Regions from separate parts of the Mus musculus genome. Here region 1 is linked to region 2. A link is a contact called in public promoter capture Hi-C data. All regions are on one chromosome and are shown on one strand. Each heading gives the region's core, a stretch centred on a gene start, on an enhancer-like site or on the middle of the called end of the contact. The rest is flanking DNA. Distances are from core to core; before and after follow the strand shown.

Region 1 (4,182 bases), core at 1,433-3,932, 50 kb before region 2:
GATGCTGATGCTGGACTGGAATTTCCTGGTTTCTGTCTTTGCCTCCTGAGTTTCTGGGACTGCAGACAAACAACCTCATGCCTAGCTGGTGCACAACTTTAATAGGAGTACTTTAGGGTAAAATTGTTCTCACTCCTTTTCATTGATGGTTGGTTGGTTGGTTGGTTGGTTGGTTGGTTGGTTTTGAACCAGGGTCTTTGCAGCTTGAACTAGACTCAAACTGAGGAGGAACTTGAAGTCCAGATTTTCTGCCTCCCCATCTTGGGGCTGGAATTACAGGAATGTGTCAACACACTCAGCCATTTTGTTTTGTCTTGTTCAATAGAGTTTCGCTATGAAGATGAAGCTGGTTTCTTGTGCTTACTTTGTGGCTCAGGTAGTATCAAACTTAGCATTCTCCTGCCTCTTGTATAGCAGTTTCCTCCTAGATTGAAACGTTCCATCCTGCAGGGAAGCTCCTTAAGCCCAAAGCAACTCAAATAACTCCAGGGAGTCCATGAAGCTGTTCAGATTCACCAAGCCCCTGCTTCCCAGGAGTTAAGCAATAAGACCTCAGAGAATTATTCTCAGACAAGCCAAAATGAAGACTTTAATACCAGGCTAGGCAGCCACCAGGAAGGAGCGGAAACTAGTGGTGCTACCTGGAAGAGATTTAGACCAACAGAGTCATGTGGAAGGCAGGAGTATTCTCCAACCTGGTGAGCTGCCCACAGGCTACATAGTGTGCCCAGGTTCCCAGTTTTTGTGAGTTCTCATCCATGCTGTGGTGGCCTGTGGTTCTGCAGCTGTCTTTGAATCATATCTACTCTGATCTTATAAGACACAGACCAAGTGAGACACAGGTGGCAGACAACCTGACACCTAGAACAGCAGCCACAGGTTACAGACCATAGGCCACCTTCTCACTTTTGCCTTGGACACCTTGGACAGACCCCATGCTCGGATTGGCTGTAAATCTTGGATCCACAGTCTCCAAATGACAAGATACCTAATCTGGGAGAGATGAGAAAACTTTGAAAACATTCATAGCTGCTCCTACTGTCAAGATGACTCATACTCAAACCCGGTGGTGCTGTTACCTCTTCCTTAGCTCAACTTCTGAGCCCAATAGGACACAAAGATCTACTGAGCAATTTAGGGTCTCTGCACAATAACAACAAAAGGAAGTGATTCTAACTGTTTTTAGAAGGTTTTTTCTGGGCCTCCTGAAAGCCCAGTTCTCTTGAACTAGAGGCTTGGTAGCCTGGGACCCAAATAGCAGCTCACTGGCTAAGCTCTGAAGGAGGAGAAGGAGGAGGAGGAGAAGGAGGAGGAGGAGGAGGAGGAAGAGGAGGAAGAAGAGGTAGAAGAGGAAGAAGAACAAAATGTGGAAGAGCAGGACGTGGTGGAGCACGCCTTTAATCCCAGCAGAGGCAGGCAGATTTCTGAGTTCCAGGCCAGCTTGGTCTACAAAGTGAGTTCCAGGACAGCCAGGGCTAGACAGAGAAACTCTGCCTCAAAAACAAAAACAAAAAATATGGAAGAAGAAAAGGAAGAGGAGGAAGTAGAGGAGGAAAGCCGTTTCTTAAACGGTGTGCTTTTGAAATGAGATTCCAGCCATAAGCCCTTCACAACCCAGCTCCCATACCTGGCGAGAAGAGGGGAGGGTTCTAAGAGACAATGGTTTTCCTATTGCAAGAACATATTGGCAATGAATATCATGCAGTCACACCATGCAACAAGCCTCATACAAAAGATTTACTGGGGTTAGTCTGCCACTGACCAGGAAGAGACAGCAGAGGGCTGGACAGAAAGGAAGACTTTTATAGGGTTTTTAGAGCATGTTCCGTGAGCTTGATGGGAAAGTATGGAAGATTAGGAAATATCATTTGTTCAATAAACTTGAGCTAAGGGTGGTAATAGTGATTTCCAAGCCTCTGAACTTGAGGTCAAGCCAGGGGCACAATGTTTTTCTTTTGAGCTTGAGATCACAGGTCAGGGTGTTCCTTCCCTGGCCCTTTTACTCTACAATGGTGGCTTGGGGAGGTGAGAAATGTGGTCTCACATAGCCCAAGATGGACTCTTATCATCTATGATCCTCCTGCATCCACACTCCAAGTGCTAGAACAGTTGTGCATTAAAATGTCTAAGCAGCAAAAATAGGTTCCTTGGTTCCACTGTTACTAATGGTGTCTGTGCCAGGCTAATTAGGTCCTTGGCACCTTGCTCAAAGAATTTAAGAAGGACTACAGCTTGAGTCTGGGGAGATGGCTCAAGGGTTAAGAGGGCTTACTGCTCTTTCTTGAGAACCGCCTTCGATTCCCAGCACCCAGGTCCGGAGGCTGACAAACTGCCTGTAACTCCAACTCCAGAGGATCAGTCAGCTTCTGCAGGCATCCACACACAAATGACATATAGTCACTAGATAACAGGAAAAGTGTCTAATAAAAAAGGCCTGGAGCTGTGAGCATGAACGACACAAAAGCAGAAAATGGGATAGCTTTAGCGATGGCAGAGAAGCAGCAAGCTCTAAATTCATGCTGTTACTCCTGCCATCCTTTGGTCCAGCACCCATTATTACAATCCAGTCGAGCTCTGCTCTTTAGCTATGTAGTGAGTGACCTAGTTCAGCAGTCAGGTGACGCTCCATGGAGGCGGAGGCGGCCCGTGGTTCCAAGCGCGCTGCGGCGGTTGAATTCCGAATTCTAAACAGAGGGACAAGGGCTTCTGGGAGTTGTGGCCAGTGGCCGGCCAGTGCGCACAAGCTGGTTAGTGGTGCGGTTGCAACTGTCCTACACCTTGGGTCTCAGCCTTGCAAGCTGAGACTCACTCCTCCCGGAGAGGGGGAAGTAGCTGCAGGATCCCAAGTCGGACAGGGAATGGTGTAGGACCATAGCCAGCCACGTAAGATTTGGGTGGGTCTGTTATGAGGAGTTTCTGTTGACTACTGTGAGGTCATTTCACAGAGCACCCTGTGGTGATTGTGGCATAACATTAAACTGGGTTTGAATTTGAAAGACTGGTAAGGAATCACAAAGACCTTTTTTCAGTTGCCAAATGGGATACCGGATGTACAACTATCTACGCTGTGAAAGGACCTTCTAGTACTACAGCTATTAAAGAATAGTGAAGATGTAGATGAAAGTTAAGTTTCCTGGTAGACGTCGATTTCCACACTGGTAAGTCTTCTCGTTAGAAAATTTAGGACATGAAATGGCTCAAAGAATGTCCAGATAAAACAGTTAACAATCAAGTTGAGCTGTTAAGGACCACCTACTTTTAAACCAGATCATCTGAAATGAACTAAAAAAAAAAAAAAAAAAAAAACACTCAACGTTCTTTAGAAATGCAGGTTGAGGCTTCACCCACCCACCCCAAATAATTGCATCATATTCATTGAAAATTAGAACGAAAGGAAAAAATAAATCTCGGTTTCAGATATCTCTGTATTTTGGATAGTTACTAAGTAACTTCTTTTATCTATCAGTAAGAAGCAGAAACTACCCTTTACTGAGTAGAACCTTTAAAAATCTGCCCCAATACATATATTTCTCTGTTACTAGGTAAGACTGGAGGCTTCATTTGAGTCATGGCGTTTACCAATTACAGCACTCTCAACCGGGCTCAACTAACCTTTGACTATCTACACACAAATTCAACTACCCATGCATTTTTGTTTGGTGCTCTTGCTGAACTGATTGATAATGCGAGGGATGCTGATGCCACCCGGATAGATATTTACGCTGAAAAGCGAGAGGACCTTCAAGGAGGATTCATGCTTTGTTTTCTGGATAATGGAGTCGGAATGGATCCAAACGATGTCATCAATGTGATCCAGTTTGGGAAATCAGCCAAACGAACACCAGAGTCCACACAGATTGGGCGGTACGGGAATGGACTAAAATCAGGCTCAATGCGTATTGGGAAGGATTTTATCCTCTTCACTAAGAAAGAAAACACCATGAGTTGCCTCTTCCTGTCTCGAACCTTTCATGAGGAAGAAGGCATTGATGAGGTGATAGTCCCTTTGCCTACTTGGAATAGTCAGACACGAGAACCTGTCACAGATAACATGGAGAAGTTTGCCATTGAGACAGAGCTCATCTACAAGTATTCTCCCTTCCACACTGAGGAAGAAGTGATGACCCAGTTTACAAAGATTTCTGGGACTAGTGGAACCCTGGTCGTCATTTTCAATCTCAA
Region 2 (3,941 bases), core at 644-3,143:
AAGGTATTTACAACAACATATAATGGTGAACTCGAACTATAATCGCAATATATAATGAGTCAGTTTCTGTCTCAATGCCATGGTGCACCACACTCACCTTTCTTCGTGGGCTGATGTGAAGTCACATAGCTGCTATATGATGAGATTATATGAGGTGAATGATGCACTAGCAGAGCTGCATATGTCATGATGTTACTCAGATCTACCCACAATTTAAAGTTACAAATATTTACGTCTAGAAGACTTCATTTAATGTTTTCAAACACCTGTTAAACTGAAACTCCAGAATCTATACCGAAAGTAAGTAGTTTGACCAGAAGATACTAGCCATGCTCAAAGCTCACAAAACTTGGGTAGAGTTGTCTAAAACCCTCTGGGAGATGAAGCAAATACTTTAGTTGTCATGTATTGAGCAACTGTCCTTGTGACTGCCACAGAGCTATCCTGTATGCAGGTGACTCTTTATCTGTGAGGTCTTAAGGGTAACCCTTCTTCCATGGACTTTACTGTTAAAGACTGCAGCAGCCTCACTCCCTCAATTTCCCTGGGCTTTTTCTGCTTTGTGGGGTCTGTGATACCTCTGCTCCTACCATACAATTTTGCCTTGGCTTTAGGAGTGCTGGAGAGATTTCTTGGAATATACAGGGGGGAAAAATCTACTCTTCTTTCTATTCTGTGGACCTGGAGTATTAGAACCGTATACTGAGATTTCTTTCTGTCGTCTCATCAGTAGGCAGAAGGGAAACACTGACTCATTTAAGCACAACAGGGTGAAAAGAGATTTACTGTGGCCTTAGTCAGCCTCAAGGTTATTTAGTACCCTGATCTGCCTCCCCTACATTAAATTCTTCTGTATCAAGGGCACGGCATGTTGATGTATTCCTATAACCTTATCACTTAGGAGGCTGAGGAAGGACTGTTACTTTGTGTCCAGCCTGGGCTACATAATGAGATTTTTTGTCTTAAAATAAAACAAACAAAAATATATCACCATAAACAACATGAACAAAATAACCCATGCTTTTGCAAATACAGGAAGGAAAGCTTTGAAGCTCTGCAAACTGCCTTTCAGGTCATTTTCCCACATCTTTCGTGGATATCACCAGGCTTCCTTCTAGCCCATTCTACAGGTAAGGTGGCTTAGTCATCACTTGCTATTCTCCTCAAAGCATACTTTATTATATTTTAGAATGGTTGGGCAGAGTTCTTTTCTGCAGCGATAGACGATAGACTGTAACCTGGACTTGTGAAGTAAATAAACCATATTTTCAAGTTACTTTTTTTTTTTCCTCTTTGAGACAGGGTCTATGTCCTAACTGGCCTTCAATTCGTCATCATGTCGTATGGGCTGGTGTAGTGGTCATGTGTTAACATGCCCATCTACCTGTACTTTACAGGAGGCGTCTCGCTGAGGAGACAGAAGTACAGGATTCTGCAAGAGATGGGGCTGCCCGCCGGGGTCCTGCCACCTAGAGTGCAGAGAAACCCTGAGTCCCGCAGCACCCAAAGCAATGTAGGACTGAGGATGTAGGACTGAGGCATCTACCCGGGGAACACCCGGCGCCCCTTACATTGCCCCGACGTTCGCCTCGTCTGCTCCCGGGCCCTCTTGTAGTTTCAAGAAGGCTCCAGAGGTCAGCTGTCCCGGAGCCAAAGAGGCTTAACCGTACCCGCTGCCCTCTCAGCTGACCAGACCGTGCCAGGAAGAAAGATGGCGGGTGAGGCATATCCGCTTTCTGCCGGCGTTCCTGATTGGACAGCTGGCCGTAAGGACACTTACCATAGCTGAGCCCAAGGCTTGCTGGGGCCTTAGGAATGATCCTGGTGTTGGCAGCCACACAACACGGACCCTGAACGGATACCTGTGACTCCCTCAGCTGGCAGAACTCTATCACCACAATAGTCTGGCAAGTAAGAGAAGGCCGGTGAGGAACGTCCGCTTCACCAATCGGCGCTTCTGATTGGATAGCTCGTGCTGTGCTCCGTGGTACTAATTGGATAAGCGATCAGACACCCCCCCCCCAACCCCCCCACCCCCCCCCCCCCCACACACACACACATTAGAGCTTGGTGGTAAACTCTTAATTTAATAAGTGGGGCACACATGCCATATTGCAGCCAAAGCTCTCATGGCCCGGGCAGAAATCCACTCTTTTTTCTTTTTTTTTTTCTTTTTTTTTTTTGTTTTTTGTTTTGTTTTGTTTTTCGAGACAGGGTTTCTCTGTATAGCCCTGGCTGTCCTGGAACTCACTTTGTAGACCAGACTGGCCTCGAACTCAGAAATCTGCCTGCCTCTGTCTACCAAGTGCTAGGATTAAAGGTGTGCACCACCACGCCCCGCATCCGCTCATCTTGATAACTGCATTTAAAAAGAATTTAGACTTGGTTTTTCCAAAGAAGAGCTTTCCCACTTCCCCCTGGAAACTAAGTCTGGAGTCTGCTTATTTAAAGTCAGATTTAGTTAGTGTACCATGGACAGAACCTTAGAGAAAGGGTACCTAGGCCTGCCACAGAGATAAAGGGATACCCAGCCAGGGCAGGTCCACTGGTCTAATGTCACCCATGAGAAACTTGAGATGATGTAGTCTGCATGATAGCAAAAGCTTTCCCCTTCCTTTTCACTCAGTCCATACATTTTTCAGCCAAGAAAAGAGAAATATACCAAGAGAATATACCAAGAGAAAACAGTTATGAATATGAAAAGTGCGGTTACATAGTAGCAGTCATAAGGTTCTCTAGGGACACAGGAATCAGTTCGTTTGCTCTGCCAATTAAAGCATTTTTATTCAAATTTTAAAGAAAAAATCCCAGGGAAGCAAAGTTGTAAGTCACTGCATCTGCTGGGATAGGGACCATTGCCTGGGAACAGGCACTGCAAGTTCAGCAACATGGAATAGATATATTTACCCCAAAAGATGGGCCTATCAGTTTTCCTGTCTTTGTTCAAACTGAACATCCCTAAGTTAGAAAGACTCTTCAAAGTTTCCGGATCTCTGCCTTTCTGTGTCCCCACCCCCCACCCCACCCCCACCTTCTTGTACATTTGTTTCTTTACTACTAGGAAGAGCTGTTCTTTAGTTGATTCTGCCTGCAGGGTCTGAGATTTCCCCTGTTGCTACCTGTTGCGCTGAGATTTTTTTTTTTTTTTTTTTTTACTCTTAATTCTTTAAGTGGCAGAGAAAACAAACCCTATCAAGATGGTAACAAACACGTATTTAGTAGGTTATGACCACTATCTGAAATTTTTTTAAAAAAAGTTATATCTGTCTCAGTTCATGGGTCAGAAAGGTGAGCTGACCCATCTGAACCTCAGAGAGGCTGATATGGTCTACACTAGGGAGTAGGAATTCGGTTAGGAAAAACAGCATCTTGTTAAAGGGATAATTTTCTGCATACGTCTTTAGCACAACTTAAGGTGAGCCCACCTTCCTAGGAATGTTCCTAACTTTCAGAGGTATGGTCCCCTGGTCAGGTTATTGACAGGCCCAAGTGAATTAACTTTTATATTTTAGATAGCTTGGAATGTTAGGCCAGAGATTTTATTTCATTGACCAGAGGAACTAGGTTTTTTTTTTTTTTTCCTAGTAGTCCTTTATTGCTGCTGTCCAGTTCTAAACAGTAGCCCTAATATTATTTAGGAAATGGGCTGAAATTGGATGTGTTGAGCATTTAGATCTGTAAAGTCCAAAGCTGTTCACCACAAGAGGTTAATGACATCCGGGTGGGAGTTTTCATTTTCACCCTTACATATACTCTTCAAAGTAGGGGGCTCACTTAGGGGAAGGTAAGAAACCAGATTCCCTTCCAGCATTCCTGACTCAAGACCTAAGGACATCACTGATGCTTTGGAACTAGGAGTTGGATAGCTCCTTGGCTGGCAGACAGACAAGGGAACGAGGCTTTAGATAAATTAATAGATTTTTCACTTAAACATTTAAGGT

What was found. Capture Hi-C pulls out chosen DNA fragments and counts their contacts.
Region 1: a contact with region 2 is called in a promoter capture Hi-C map of pancreatic islet. The contact joins the promoter of Morc2b here to the promoter of Zfp563 in region 2. A contact is called at or near these places in 2 of 39 promoter capture datasets (both in embryonic stem cells), 7 of 115 datasets of contacts at active chromatin or transcription factors (embryonic stem cells, epiblast stem cells and intestinal villus epithelium) and 3 of 9 other capture datasets (adipose tissue, liver and pancreatic islet).

Annotation. Positions count from the first base shown.
Region 1 is chr17:33,138,183-33,142,364 of GRCm38.p6, reverse strand. It overlaps Morc2b (microrchidia 2B), which reads left to right and starts at 2,682. Exons shown (of 2, transcript NM_177719.4): 1 at 2,682-3,158; 2 at 3,543-4,182. The coding sequence starts at 3,569. It overlaps Gm52288 (a long non-coding RNA gene), which reads right to left and starts at 2,334. Exons shown (of 3, transcript XR_003952262.1): 1 at 2,273-2,334; 2 at 1-641.
Region 2 is chr17:33,087,319-33,091,259 of GRCm38.p6, reverse strand. Zfp563 (zinc finger protein 563) reads right to left here and starts at 1,893. Exons shown (of 4, transcript NM_001024950.2): 1 at 1,781-1,893. The coding sequence starts at 1,783.